Regions from separate parts of the Rattus norvegicus genome. Here region 1 is linked to region 2. A link is a contact called in public Hi-C data. All regions are on one chromosome and are shown on one strand. The core of a region is the stretch at or near the end of the contact, and the rest is flanking DNA. Distances in the headings are between cores, read along the strand shown.

Evidence for each region. Hi-C and Micro-C count contacts between places; a contact is called where the count stands out from the background.
Region 1: a contact with region 2 is called in a Hi-C map of the A7r5 cell line, with 4 times the contacts expected there. The contact joins two enhancer-like sites. A contact is called at or near these places in 4 of 12 Hi-C or Micro-C datasets (the A7r5 cell line, frontal cortex, kidney and 1 more).

Annotation. Positions count from the first base shown.
Region 1 is chr18:70,443,551-70,451,186 of GRCr8, forward strand. The region is part of intron 4 of Myo5b (myosin Vb); the gene reads left to right. Among named protein-coding and RNA genes, the nearest start is that of Myo5b, 130 kb to the left of the region's middle. Within about 2 kb of position 4,906, at least 1 of the 93 cell types and tissues checked has an H3K27ac peak or open chromatin away from gene starts, as enhancers often do. A contact at or near this core is called in the A7r5 cell line, where this site is marked.
Region 2 is chr18:70,294,270-70,301,712 of GRCr8, forward strand. No RefSeq gene overlaps it. Among named protein-coding and RNA genes, the nearest start is that of Myo5b, 16 kb to the right of the region's middle. Within about 2 kb of position 2,627, at least 1 of the 93 cell types and tissues checked has an H3K27ac peak or open chromatin away from gene starts, as enhancers often do. A contact at or near this core is called in the A7r5 cell line, where this site is marked.

The sequences.
Region 1 (7,636 bases), core at 3,656-6,155, 150 kb after region 2:
ATCCCTCGTGCTTATCTCTTCCTGAGTGCTTCTTGGCTTTCTTTTCTTCCTGGCTGCTATTAATAGAGCCATCTCACAGCACCACCACTCCTCAGTGCTGTCCAATCCACGTCCTCTCACCATAGACTCTTGAAGAAATGAGGACTCCTTGACAACTTCTTGAGGTAGCAAGCATTGTGGGTGGAAGTCAGGACTGCATGGGAGGAGTTGTACCTAATGCATTTTAGATTGTAACCTGGAAATGGCATTCTGCTTGGGTTCTTAAATATCTCTCTTTTTCTTCCCCTGTCACACACGCATGCACACAGGCATGCACGCACGCATGTATGCACAGGCTGAAAAGCAAAACCAAGTTAGGGACATAGAGGTAAAGTTAGCTACAGTGTTCTCTTCAAGGGTTAAACAGTCCACGTGTGCAGTAGGCCCAAGTTGAGGGCATACGATTAAATGACTTGAAGGTGTCTGTGGTATTAAAGCCCTAATGAACAAATGCAGCCAATTCACAGTTCACAGGCAGGCTTGACCTCTATGGTGGTCCATAGAGAGTTGTGAGCTGCAGAGGGGAGCCCAGGCAGGACTGTGGAGGTCTTTGGCCACTGGTGTATTCCAGAGTAGCAGAGGTGGTCGGATGAATGTGGGGACACAGAGTTAGTCCTAAATTGAACATCTTTACAGCAGAGCTGCTCAGAGTCTATGGATGCATTCTGAGTCTCTACCAACAGGCTCTTTGTCGCTTGGTTTACAAATTTAAGGCAGAAACCGGTTTCCAAAGAGCGTCTCAGGGGAACAATGTTCTGTGTAGCACTGTTTGGGAAACACTGGCCTAGAGCAATGGGGGTGTTTTAGTTGATTGGATAAGAACACGACTCAATGCTTGCACTGCTCCGAGAACAGCTTCTCTCTCTGGTGGGTCTTGTTTCATAATGATCTTTCCCTTCTCTGCCATTCCCAAGGATAAGACTATGATCTCATGAGAAGATCAACTGTAGAAATAACTCATTTTCCTGTAAGTTGCCTAACAACCCCATGCAAAATGAACAGACAGCACCGAACTAAGCATGAGACTGCGGTTCCGGTTGTTTCTTATATCACACCCACATTCAACCCCAGGACGTGATTGTTGCTCAAGAATGCATAAAAAATAATTAACACATTGCTGTATTTCTTTACCACAGTTGTACATAAGACTCATTACCCTTGTGACACTGGTCAGGACTCTGGACAATGCTCTATGGTCTTTAAATCAGATAGTGTGATGGTTTGTACATGCTTGGCCCAGGGAGTGGCACTGTTGGCACTATTAGGAAGTATGGCCTTGATGGAGTAGGTGTGTCACTGTGGGTGTGGGCTTTAATAACTTTATCCTAGCTGTCTGGAAGCCTGTCTTCTAGCAGCCTTCAGATGAAGATGTAGAACTCTCAGCTCCTCCTGCACCATGCCTGCCTGGATGCTGCCATGTTCCTTCCTTGATGATAATGGACTGAACCTCTGAACCTGTAAGCCGGCCCCAATTAAATGCTGTCCTTAGTAAGAGTTGCCTTGGTCACGGTGTCTGTTCACAACAGTAAAACCCTAACTAAGACAGATAGGTAGAGATGGATCAAACCCAGTGAGTTTGCCTAAAGTCTCCTGTGTTAGCCAAGAAGCATGCCACCTCCTCGGGTATTGATTGACTGATTGTTCTCTTAGGCTTGTGGGAACAGAATAGACTCTGGTACCCAAACCACACCAGGGTCTTGAGCTATATCTCGTCCCTCAGTGGTTTAGAAGTAGCTCAGATTTCGTTGGGAGTTTAATTTGGTGCATTTCCCAGCCTCAGTGGGAGTGGTCCTATTTCTGAGCTTAACCAGGTCTGATTCTTCCTAAAAGCTGTTTGTGCGTGGGTTGATTTTGTTTGTTTGTTTGAATTGCTTTCCCGAAAATGAATAGGAACACTGCAGAGCAAATCTGTCTGCTCAGGTAGCCAAGGTAATGGAGCTCCCACATTCCCCATCTGTCTGCTTAGCACTGCCAAGGCGTGACTGATGATAAAAGATAGACTTGCCTGGAACTCGAGGGTGGGCAGTGAAGCTGTAGGCACCTGTGGCATGACTCCTGGCAGTGGCTGAACGCACACTCTTGTCCTGCAGAAGGTTTGCTTTCCTGGAGACAGAGCCAAGGAAGTGGGGAGGCCTGCACTTGGTGAGAATAGTGTCTAGTTCAAGGCCCTTACCAGGCTCTCGAGAGCAAACATCTTGCTTAGCTCGAGTCCCCAAAGTGCACAGAGTTGGTAGAGAATGGGAGAGCCTTCTGGAGGATCCCGGAGAAAATGTGTGTGCACATGAGAAAGTGACCCCAGTATAAAGCTAAAGATAGCCCCTGTGTGGCAGCCAGAAGGGCTTTTCAGGAGGATGGCAGTGTGGACATGGAAGACCCCTCTGTTGTTACGATCGAAGGATGCGACCTTGGCTCCTCTCTGCACAATAAGGGCCTATGGGGAGAGGAAGGAAGGAAAGCCATACACTCTCCATCTCCGGGATAGAAGTAACAGAACTAACGAGTTTGTAGCCCTTGAGGTAGGGTACTCTTGTGTGCATGAGAGTAGACGTGGGTGTGCCAATTATGTCTTTTAGCTGCAGTTGGTAGAACTTCAGATTCGGGGGTGGGGGATGGCACAACTATCTGTAAGCCAAATTCACAGATTGTTTTGAGATCAGCTTTAAAGTTGGACAGTACATTGCTTTATTATTATTATTTTTTTAATCTTCATTACCTCTGTTGTGTGTGGGGCCATAAAATGCTTCCTAATGGAGCCTTCATTGTCTCTTGGGTGAGAACATCATTGACAGACCAAGGCAGGGTTAAGCTTGATTTCTCTGTGAGTCACTTGTATGCATGAGAATCTCGGCTTCCAACCTGGTGATCTTGTCTCTTTCAATGAACTGGGTGTTGATGGACACTCCCCTCCCCCTCCTTTCTGTGGCTTGTGGTCATCCTCTTTTAAAGGACAACACTATTGCTGACCCTGAAACAGAAGTCTAAATGAAGTTAGAGAAATCCTGGACAGCTATGTATCATTGTCTTCAGGGCCTACGTGTTAAACGTGATGGATCACATCCATGACTGTGATGACCAGTGTATGTGAGTGAGGAAATCCCTGGAGCTTCATAAGTGGGCAGCCTAGATTGGCTGAATTTCATTGTAACTGGAAACCCTGACGTGATCGATGCTGATCTTTGTGTTTTATTTGTCTTTCTATCTTTCCAGGTGATGTAGGTGTGACTCTTAACTGCATTAGGACATGGGTCAGGAGGGCCTCCTGAGAGTAGACTAAGGGCAGTCTATTTCTTTTTTTTTAACGTTGTGGATGATTTTCAAACCATGTCCTGAGTGTTGTGCTATGTGCTGATCATACCCTTAGACAATGTAACTATTCAACAGTGATGTATTTACAGTGCCACCTCTGTAATGTTGAATCCCAATCATACATTTACAAGATACTTTACTAGTGGTGTTTGTTTTATCCTGCTGAAGCATTATAGCTTGTTAGGGAAGAACCTGCAGCCATGACTATGCCAGACAGCATGCCCAGCAGGGACCTCTGGGTGTTGTGTAACCACCCATCTCTCAGATGCACTCCTTCTGATGGTATGGACTCTAGATGTGTTTTTCTGAGTGGGATGAAGTTGCTTCCGACACTGGATCTCTGGGAAAGAAGAAGAAATATGTTTACTTCAGACAATCACTTTATATTGTTTTCCAGTAAGTTTGTGACATATAAACCCATGTCTCCTCCCAACCATGTCCACGCTCAAGGACTGAAGGTGTTACAACTTAACACTTTAAGCCAGTCTTAAGCAATTGGCAGTGACACAACTAGACATATGGGGCGTCAAGTTTGACAAATTCTGACTCATGTATGCAAGTCATATAACCATCACCACATTCAATGTAACACTTTCCTTACTCCCAAAAGTTTCCTGAGAGAAAAATTCACCAGGGAGCCGCTTTCTGTAACTGTGAATTCTAACCACCTCAAGATTTGTTACCCTTGCTCCCTGAGCTTCTGCAAACCCTCTTTTTTAACATGCTGATTAGAATTCTCCACTCTGAACTCGAGGTGATACCTTGAGTGCACCCTTTCTACATTCAGATGTTTGCATCGGGTGTAACTCTCCCAGCTTGATACATGTGTAGATTCCATGGCTCTTAGACTCTTTATCAAGGGCTTGGCATTTCCCTCCATGAGAACGCTTGCCTAGCATACCCAAAGCCCCAGATTCAACCTCAGGCACCACACATGCATGCAAGAAGGTGTTCGTCTAGATGAGTTCCCATTAAATAGAGGATCCAACTAGTTAGTCTCCAAATGCCATTCATTTTATCTGCTAGATCAAGATGTGGATCAGGAACTTAAACAATTTAAAAGTCCTGCTGAAGCCCATACATTTGCTAGTGTGGTCAGGTGTGCTCTGGGTGTGTCTTCAGCACAGACACAATCACCATCCCAGCTCTACCTGCTCAGGGTCTTGTCTTGTTGAGCACAAGAGTGTGTGTCTACATGTACTTGACTGTGTGAATGTGTGTGTGCGTATGTGTATGCCTCCTGTAAGGCACAAAGAGTTCAAATGTGTGGAGTGACTGAGCCCAGTGTTGGGCTCTGCTTTACAAAGGTGGGCCCTTGAGCTCATGTGTTTATTTCATACTGTTCGCATTATTATAGCCTTTTTTCTAGTGTCAGCATTGAGCTTGTCACCCCCTGTGCTTCTCTGAAATTAATAGTGGCGGTGACATGTAAGTAAGATTTCTGTTTTCAAGGTGTCAGAATTGGTTTTCGGTGAAAAGAGCTAATAGAATCTGAAGTCTTACAGGATGGAATGGCATTTCTATTTATATCACAGTAATGCCTTTCATGCCATGTTAACCGCTCGTTTTCTTTCTCAACTACATATTTTCACCTTTATATCCCAGAAGACAGAGCAGCTGCACACTGTGTGTGCTGACATGGCCGAGCATGGGTAATAGTGAAGGAAGATGGGTGAAGCAAGATGGGTCAAGTACAGGGTCCCAAGGTCAGGAATAATAATGGTTTCTCAGACCAGGACAGGGTGTGTGTGTGTGTGTTGCAGGGGTCCAGAATGGTGGGGAGATAACCAAGCTCTGCAGGTTTACCTCACTGTAATTGCTAGTACATGTTTGCCAACAAAATAGAGGTGCAGTATCTAGCTTATGGGACTTAGAATTAAACAGGTTGATAAGTGCACATGCTAATGTGACGAAGCACAGGGCATTGAATGTGAGGCATGGCGGTAGGATAGCTAGTGCTGATAGTAGTGTGTGATATATGTCGTGATAGCACAGTGTCCTAAAGAAGATGGTGCTGGAAGCAGAATTCAAAATTGGATAGGTATCATATGACTTATCCTGGGAGAGATAGGAACAAACATCTACTCACCTCAGATAAGGCACTAACAACAAACCAAAGAAATGATCCGTCCAAGCCTACCTTACTGAGGCACTTGTAGGAATGTGGATGAGAGGTTGCTTACAGAAACATGGATGACTCAAAGGCAGCTGACTCTCCAAAGAGCCCACCCCACCATGGGTGACAGCTCACAAAATATGTATTTATGGGGCTGCCTGAAAATCTCACACATCTGAGAATCTCCTCTCCCCAGCAATTATTACCAGTTACATAGCCTTAGCAAAGGGGCCTTGTGAGTCTTGTAAACTTCAGGAACTTCAAGAGACATGTGAGTTTGCTCAGTTCTTGGGTCGTAACCAGCCCCTTTGCAGAATGGAATGTTCCAATTCAGAATAAATTGCTATACTTTCTTAGGATCCCTTGGCTGGCAGCCTCAGATCTGATGTTACTTTGAGTCCAGTAAATGAAGAGCCACCCAGGGTTGGTAAATTCTATGTGCCCAGTGAAGATCTTGCAGACTTTCTCATAAGCTCCTGTTTGGAAACCACAAGTAACTTCTACAGTTTCAGGGGTTATGTTAGTTTAGACAGTCTTACTTTATAAACCAGGCCATCTTCTACAGTGCCGAGGCTAGTCATAAACTTGTTCTAGTCCTCCTGGGTGCTGATATTATAGGTATATATCACCAGAGCTCTACCATCCTGATAGTAATCTGTCTAAGGGAGCACGGCACTGTGCTTACAATGTGTTTGTTGTCATACACAAAACAGCAACAAATTCCAGTTTAATGATGCGAGGAACTAAGCTTTGAGTGCCCGAGTATTTCTGCTGCACTCTCTCGGTGTGGGCAATGCCACCCTTTCTGTGACCAGATCTGTAAGATTAAGCCAAGGGACAGCCATCTCTTGCTCTTCAGGAATCACGTGATTGTCCACGTGGCCAGGGGAATAGGCTGCGGCTGTGGTCAGTTAGAGCAGTGGTCCTTAAACTGCTTCAGTACACTAGATTTTTGAGGATGACGCCATCAGTTATGCGTGGGAAAATATGTTAAAATTTTTCTTCCATGTCTTTTTAAATTTTGAAATATCATTTGTATATTTACAAATGTATAACGATATGGTGACATAGAAAATCATGTGTTCAGGGATGGACATGCTTACAGTTTTCCTTATTGACAGGTATGTCCTGTAAAACAAGAGATGACTACAGTTTACTAGACAGAGTTTTCTAGCCATATATGTAGCATCTGTGTGTTCATGTTCAAATGGGAAAACTGTCTCTTAGCCGCCTATGGTGGGTGGTCTTTGTTAGTGCTTTCAACATGATGAGACAGAGGTGTTTGACTCTGCGTAATGCTTCCCTACAAAGAGGATACAATTGATAATGCATAGCTATTGTCCCTCTATTAATGTCCCCTCTCTAGGCTGGGTCAAGGAGCACTTAACCATTGTATAGCTCTGTCGTTATTATAGTAGGGCATGCACAAGAGGTTATAGTGTTGGGCTTAGGGTAAGAAGAGGCTTTGGAAAAGGCATTCTTCGTTGATAGAATTGTGCCCCAGCGCATGGCTAGGCTTGGCCTGCTGGGGGCGGGTTAAGCAGTCCTTAACAGTTCTACATTAAGATCACTACAGGGTCCCTCAGAGTTCTCATCAGAACCTTGCAGGTGGAATTGAGTCCTCTGCATTTTGAGAAAAGCTCTAGGCCTTGTGTTCAGGGAACTTCTGGAATGGGTTAGCTTCTGTGGTTTGGGATAGTCAGAGCTGGTGTCCACAGACGCCCTGTGATGGGTTTTGACTGTCTCCCAGCCTTCATGCTTGAGTAGGTTGCTTTTAACACCTCCCTGTGAAGTAATGATCCAAGGGCATATTTGATCAAAGAAAGGTCTCGGAACTTGGAAACCAGTTAGACGGTAGATTCTCCAATTTTGGCAGCTGCCCCACCTCTTGAAGTCTGTCTCAGCCCTGGCTATATTAGAGGAACCCCTGGGAAGACTTCAAACTACCAAAACCCAGGCCTCAATCTAATAGAGGCTGTGCGTGGGTATCTGCAAATGCTGTCTCGTGGCAGGGTTAAGAACTGTGCTAAAATTGCCTGGATAGCCTAGGTAACCTCAGACTTGAGAAGCAAGAGAACTTTTGAATGAGCGAGGGGGTGGAAAGACTGAAAGATGGCGTAGTATTACCACAGGGCAGTCCATGTGTGTGTCCTCCACTACCTCGGTGGACATTCT
Region 2 (7,443 bases), core at 1,377-3,876:
GAGTTCGCCATAACTGTGGACATTTGGTCTGGCAGGTGAGTTCTAAAACACATTGAGTTTTACAACCCAAACAGCACATTCACCAGAAAATCAATGTGAAAGCCCTGGGAGTCGACTAAGGTCTGGGGCCCTTTTACAAAACCTACTGCTCTATATGCTTAAAAAAGATCCTTATTGTGATCATAACTGAAGAAACTTATAATTATGCGTGTGAGGGCCAAATCCCCAAGCCCTTTTACTTGCCTGTGATCCACAGCACTCTGGAAACTGTCTAAAATGAAGTGCTTGCGTAATAATATTTATACTTATATATTTAAAAAAAATAGAAACATGCCAGACTCCAAATTAGATGATAATTTGAGTTTATTTCCCACATTTAGTAGATGGAAGCCATTTCCCGAGGAAGCTGCAGGGGTAGTTGCAGCTGTGAGGGAAACAGCTGAGATCTGTGTCCTGCTGCTCATAAAGATAGACTTTAAGAAGCCTTAGATAGTAGATATACACAAGGGGACACCAGCTGGCTCTGTAAGACTGATAGAGCCCCACAACTCTCACCTTCTAGGGGTTCAGTTCACACCTGTGGGGCAGGCTCACTCAAGGCTCACTCACTCCATAGACCATCCATTCATCAGGTTTCTCTAATGGGCATCCTACAGTCAGAAGTCCTTCCTACCCACCGACTTGGTGCAGGCCAGTGGGGCCCAGCCTTGGGCACCTTCTCTGAAGTCAATCTACATTTTGATGGGTTCTGGCAGTGCTTGGGAATGCCTCTAGTCAATCCCCAAACTCCAATACCACTATCCTCGTTAGAGAAGCCTACTTCTAACACTTAGCTCGTTATACAACAAGTCACCAGTGTTTCCAGGGAAAACTCACTTGAGGGTTGTTACTAGTTAGTCAAGACTTCATTGGTTGATGATACCTGAGCCACAAAAGTCTTTGTAGTGACTACAGGTAGAGTGTGACGATTCCTGACACCCCCACCACCATCCTGGAAGCTTATTTTTAGAATCCTTCCAGCATTAAAGCTCCAACATAAAGATGTTGAAGTCCTTCAGAGTAGGCTACAGTCTTCTTATATAAAATAGTACAGAAATACAAGCTCGTGTAATGTATATGGCTTTGTGAAGGAGGGACATAGAGTAGGCCCTAAAACTGGTATTGTTGACCTAGGCTATGTTCTGAGATCTGATGAGAAAATTGGGGAAGTTACTCCCCCAAATCCCAGAACTTCGAAGGAGGAGTAAGGAGATTGTGGATTCTAGGCCAGTTTAGCCTGCAGAGGGCTTAATGTCTCAAAATGAGCAAACTAACACCTCTGAAAACAAACAAACAAACAAACAAACAAAACAAAAAATGTCCAAATAAAGATACTCTAGCAATTCCAGGACAATAGAGTAAGAGCGTTTGAAATCACATACAGGTCTCTTCACTGATGTTGGGGGTCGGACCCAAGGTTTCGTATTTGCCAGACCAACACCCTACCACTGAGATACACCCCCTTTCCTTAGCTGGTTTTTGTTTTGTTTTTCTGTTTGTTTTTTTGAAGGGAGAATGATTTCCAACAGACTAATATTAATATATATATATATAACATATATATATAACATATATAAAACATATACATATTTACACAAAATAGGACATATACATATACACACATATATAAGACATATAATACACTATACATATATAATAAATGCTATATATTGCATATTATAAATACATATACATATATAACATATATGTATATAACTATGTGTGTGTGTGTGTGTGTGTGTGTGTATCACACAATTTTAAGACTGCCTGCCGTAGCTAGGCATAGTGGTATACACCTTTATTCCCAGCACTTGAGAAGCAGAAGCAAGTAATCTCTGTGAGTCCAAGGCCAGCCTAGTCTACATAGTCAGTTCCAGGGAACCTGGAGCTAAATAGTGAGAACCGTCCCAAAAATCAAAAGTCATTACAAATAAGAGTCTGTCCTAAAGGATGCGTGGAATTTGGAGACAGCATATTCCAGGTCGTTTACGGCATCAGGCTTCGTAGTTAATACAAGCCCTCAAGAGCCCAGTCTCAGCTGCGCCTCCGTCTGTTTCATTTCCTTTTGTGTCATCTAAGGACATGCGAGTCTCCCACCGGCAATCTGTTCAACTTGGGCTCCCCACCGGCGGCCCTGCTCTGAGTTATTAGTAAGTTAAAAGGTGTGAATGTGAGCTTTATGGGAATGATTGTGAGTGGAAATCTGCGTTTATCCAGCAAGTCTCATGAGCCTGTACCGTCGTCTCCTTTGATCTTGGAAGAAGTGTTTAGGCCAAAAGCAGCAAACACTAACCAACTGGGTGGTTGGGGCCAAGCCACTTCTTCTCTGAGCCTTTTTCCATAACAGAGAAAGATATGTGTTGCGTGAGGTGTCAGGTGTCTTAGGGGACAGCGATAAAATGAAAGACGAGGCAGAAGGATTGTGACTGTGAGGCTAGCCTGGGCTACACTGTGAGGAAGCAGGAACTTGGTATTTTCTGTTTCGATTTTCAAAACTCGGTGCGTGCTGAGTTGCGGGAGTTTGAAAGCAAGAACAAGACAAGCTGTGAAGAAAACTTTCCAGCAGAGGGCGCAAGACGCCGAGGATGAAACACAGGAGGTCTTTTCGGTTCTTGGTAAAGGACTCCTGGAGATCCTTTTAGGTAGGCTGATGGCAGAGAGGGAGTAGACACGGGCTGTGACAACAGGATGTCTTCTGATCCATGCCGTAACATTTTCCTTTCTTGTCTCCACCCAAGCCCCACCCAGTGTGTCAATCATTCCGTCCTGGGGGTTCAACAGAGACACTGACGCTAGCTTTTGGGTGTACGACCCCTGTGAAGAGAGAATTTTGAGGTACCAGGAAATGGCAAACTGCATCTTTTTTCTTTCTCTTCTCTAGTAATCGAATCTGTTGGCCACAGAGTAAGGCTGCCTAATGGAGGGCAAAGCTACCCATTCTGTTTAGGATCGAAGCCAAGCTTTCCATAAACAACCCCCTGACCCTGAAGGAACACGTGACTTAAAGTCTTCTTTAACTGGAAGGGACGAATACCAGGCCTGCCCTGGGAGCAAGTTTTGAGGTGAGTTTCCTCAAGCAGCCACAGAGATCACAGACAGACCTTAGCTTTGTTTGTTTGTTTGTTTGTTTTATAAGGCCTGTAGGTCTTCAGAAAGTAATCGCTAATGCTCAAATATGGTATAGGATGCTTCCCACTAATGCGCAGTCTCCTTCTGAGTGACAGTACAGCGTCTGCCTGAATTCCTCCCGGACAGCAAGCTCATTTCCTTACTAGATGCATGTTCCTCGCTTGAGCTTCCCCGACTCAAATACTGTGATGGTTCCTTCAGTTTGCCCAGTATCCATAACCCTGAAGCTTCAGTCCAGTGGACTGGGTCAGATCTGTTTTGTAATTCACTCAGCAGGTTTTCCCACCACTTGAAAACAGTCACAATGTTCGTAAGCCCAGCTATCTGCGGGACGCAGGCAGGAAGATGGGAAATCCAAGACTAGTCTGGGTATTTTAGAAAGAACATGTCTCCGAGTTAAAAAAAAAAAAAAAAAAGTTAAAGGGCTGGGAGCGGGGTAAGTGTGAGATGCTCAGTAGGGGGCTGGCTGGCTGCCTGTGATGAAATACCATGATGAACTTATTCCGGGTATAGCAAAACCAAAGCAAACGGATAGATAGCGAGTAGCAAGTAGAAAGACACAGCATCCAACCCTGAGGCCTGAGAGCGCAAGAAACGAAACGGACCAAATCAGGAGCTTACAAACATGCAGCGGAAGTCCACCGGCAAACCCCCACTGAAACAGGGGGCTGGAGCTCCTGGTTCAGTGTCTCCCAGACAGAGTAGAGAGTGCGGCTAAGTAAAACCACCGCAGAGCAGCAGAAAAGACACATTGTATCAGGCACTTACAAACATCCAGCAGAAAAGACTGGGAAACTGCAAGCTACCGGTGCTGATCCATCCTTCCAGGCAGGCAGAACATCCATCCAGTAGGTGGACTTCTGCCTTAGCCGTCCAGTACGTGTGTTTCAATGTCATGGGATAAACAATTTCTGCTGGAAGCTGTTTACCTTCTAGCTGTCCTCAAAGACAGTATTTTTCACTTTTGGGTTTCCTTTTCTCCACTATAGAATGTGTGTGAGGAGGAGGGGAACAGTGGGGGGGGGAGGGCTGTCTCCAGACAAGGGGTCTTGGAAGACACTTGACAGGAGCGCTAGAGTGTGGAACAGCCCTCCTCATTCCCAGAATTCACCTTCAACAAGCATAAGATGTACGTGTCTATTTACCAATATATTGTGCATGACAGCACCTCCAACTACACACACACACACACACACACACACACACACACACACACACGGTTTAAGTTTTACATTTACCTATTTATTTAGTTTATTTTTTCTAATTAGCTTTTACGTTTAAAAACAGATATTTTCATATAATATACCCTAATTCCAGTTTTGCCTCTCTCTACTTCTCCCAGTTTCTCCCCATATCCTCTCTTATCCAGATCCACTTCCTTTCTGTCTCTCATTAAACAGACTTCTAAGAGATAACAACAAAATATAACAACTAAAATATACTAAAATAAAACAAAAAAAATCACATGACATCATTTCGTTGGATAACGAAAACCAACAGAAGGAAAAGAACCCAAGAGAAGGCATAAAAATCAGAGACCTACTGACACACTCAGGCGTCCCATAAAAATATTGAGTTGAAAGCTATACTACATGTGCAGGAGAACTGGTGCGGATGCACGGAGGCCCTGAGCTTGTTTTCAGTCTCTGAATTCACAGGAACTTTGCTCTGTTGGTGGACAGGGACCTGTTATCGTCGTGTCCTTCAGCCTCTGTTCTTACACCCTGCTTCCTCTACATGGGGGTTCTCTAAGGCATGAAGGGGAAGGATGTGATGGAGAGATCCCATTTAGGGCTGTGTGTGTGTGTGTGTGTGTGTGTGTGTATGTGTGTGTGTGTATGGTGTGTGGTGTGTGTGTGTGGTGTGTGTGTGTGTGTGGTGTGTGGTGTGTGTGTATGGTGTGTGTGTGTTGTGTGTATGGTGTGTATAGTGTGTGTATGTGTGTGTATGTGTTGTGTGTGTGTGGTGTGTGTGTGTGGTGTCTGTGTATGTGTGTGTATGGTATATATAGTGTGTGTATGTATGTGTGTGTATGTGGTGTGTGTGTGTGTGGTGTGTGGTGTGTGTGTGTGTGTTGTGTGTGTGTGGTGTGTGGTGTGTGTGTGGTGTGTGTGTGTGTGTGGTGTGTGTGTATGGTGTGTATGTATGTGTGTGTATGTGGTGTGTGTGTGTGTGGTGTGTGGTGTGTGTGTGTTGTGTGTGTGTGTTGTGTGGTGTGTGTGTGGTGTGTGTGTGTGTGTGGTGTGTGTGTATGGTGTGTGTGTTGTGTGTATGGTGTGTATAGTGTGTGTATGTATGTGTGTGTATGTGGTGTGTGTGTGTGGTGTGTGTGTGTGGTGTGTGTGTATGTGTGTGTATGGTATATATAGTGTGTGTATGTATGTGTGTGTATGTGTGGTGTGTGTGTGTGGTGTGTGTGTATATGGTGTATATGTGTATGGTGTGTATGTATGTGTGGTGTGGGTATGTATGCGTGTGTGTGGTGTGTATGTGTGTGCATGTGTGTGGTATGGGTATGCGTGTGTGTGTGGTGTGTGTGTGTATGTGTGTGGTGTGTGTGTGGTGTGTGTGTATGTGTGTGTGGTGTGTGTGTGGTGTGTGTGTATGTGTGTGGTATGTGTGTGTGGTATGTGTGTGTGGTGTGTGTGTATGTGTGTGTGGTGTGTGTGTATGTGTGTGGTATGTGTGTGTATGTGTGTGTGGTATGTGTGTGTGGTGTGTGTGTATGTGTGTGTGGTGTGTGTGTGGTGTGTGTGTATGTGTGTGTATGTGTGTATGGTGTGTGTGTGGTTTGTGTGTGGTGTGTGTGTGGTGTGTGTGGTGTGTGTGGTGTGTGTGTGTGTGTGTAATGTCTGGCAGTAGGTCTCCGTATTTATTCCTATCTGCTAAAAGAGGATACTTCTCTGTGGTTGGCTGAATAAGACATTGATTTAGGAATATAGCAGAATATCATTAAAACTCATCTTATTGCTTCTTCCTTTTCTTATTGGATATGTTATATATTTACATTTTAAATGTTATCCCCTGGGGTTGGGGATTTAGCTCAGTGGTAGAGTGCTTGCCTAGGAAGCGCAAGGCCGTGGGTTCTGTCCCCAGCTCCGAAAAAAAAAAGAACCAAAAAAAAAAAATGTTATCCCCTTTCCCAGTCCCCACCCCCACCCCGCATACATCCTTGCCCTGTTTCTATAAGGATGCTCCCAGTCCCACCCACCTACTTCCACCTCACAGCCCTGGAATTCCCCTACATTGGGATATTGAGCCTTCACAAGACCAAGGGCTTCCTTCTCCTATTGATGCTGGACAATGACATCCTCTGCTACATCTGTGGCTGGAGCCACGGGTCCACGGGTTTAGTCTCTGGGAGCTCTGGAGGGCCTGGTTGGTGGACATTGTTGTTCTTCCTATGGGGTTGCAATCCCCTTCGGCTCCTTCAGTCCTTTCTCTGACTCCTCCATTGGGGTTCCCTGTGCTCAATCCGATGGTTAGCTGCAAGCATCCTCATCTGGATCAGCAAGGCTCTGGCAGAGCCTCTCAGGAGACATCCATATCCGGCTCCTGTCAGCGAGCACGTCTTGGCATCAGCAATAGTGATGGCGGCTACATATGGTGGAGCAGGCTCTGGATGACCTTTCTGTCAGGCTCTACCCCACTCTTTGTCCCTGTATTTCCTTTAGACAGGAGCAATTCTGAGTTAAATTTTTGAGAAGGGTGGGTGGCCACATCCCCCAACTGGAGGCCTTGCATAGCCTCTGGATATGGTCTCTACATGTTCTCCCTCCCCTTTGTTGGGCATTTCAGCTGATCTCATCCCTGTTGGGTCCTAGGAGCCTCTTGCTTTCCTGGCATCTGAGACTTGCTGGTGGCTACCCCCAGTTCCTCATCCCCCATTGCTACACACCTCTGTTCAAATTCCTGATCCTCTGTGTATGATCTCTATCTACACCCATACCTGATCCTGTCCTCCTTCCCCTTCCCTCTCCTCTCTGCCTCCCAAGTCCCTCCCACCCTCTACCTTCTATGAGTAGTGAGTATTTTGTTTCCCCTTCTAAGAAGGACTGAAACCTCCACATTTTGGTCTTCCTTCTTCTTGAGCTTCATATGGTCTGTGGATTGTTTCTTAGGTATTCCAAACTTTTGGGCTAATATACACTTATCAGTGAGTGCATACCATGTGTGTTCTTTTGTGACTGGGGTACCTCACTAAGGATGATATTTTTTAGTTCTATCCATTTGCCTAAGAATTTCGTGAAGTCATTGTTTTTGATAGCTGAGTAT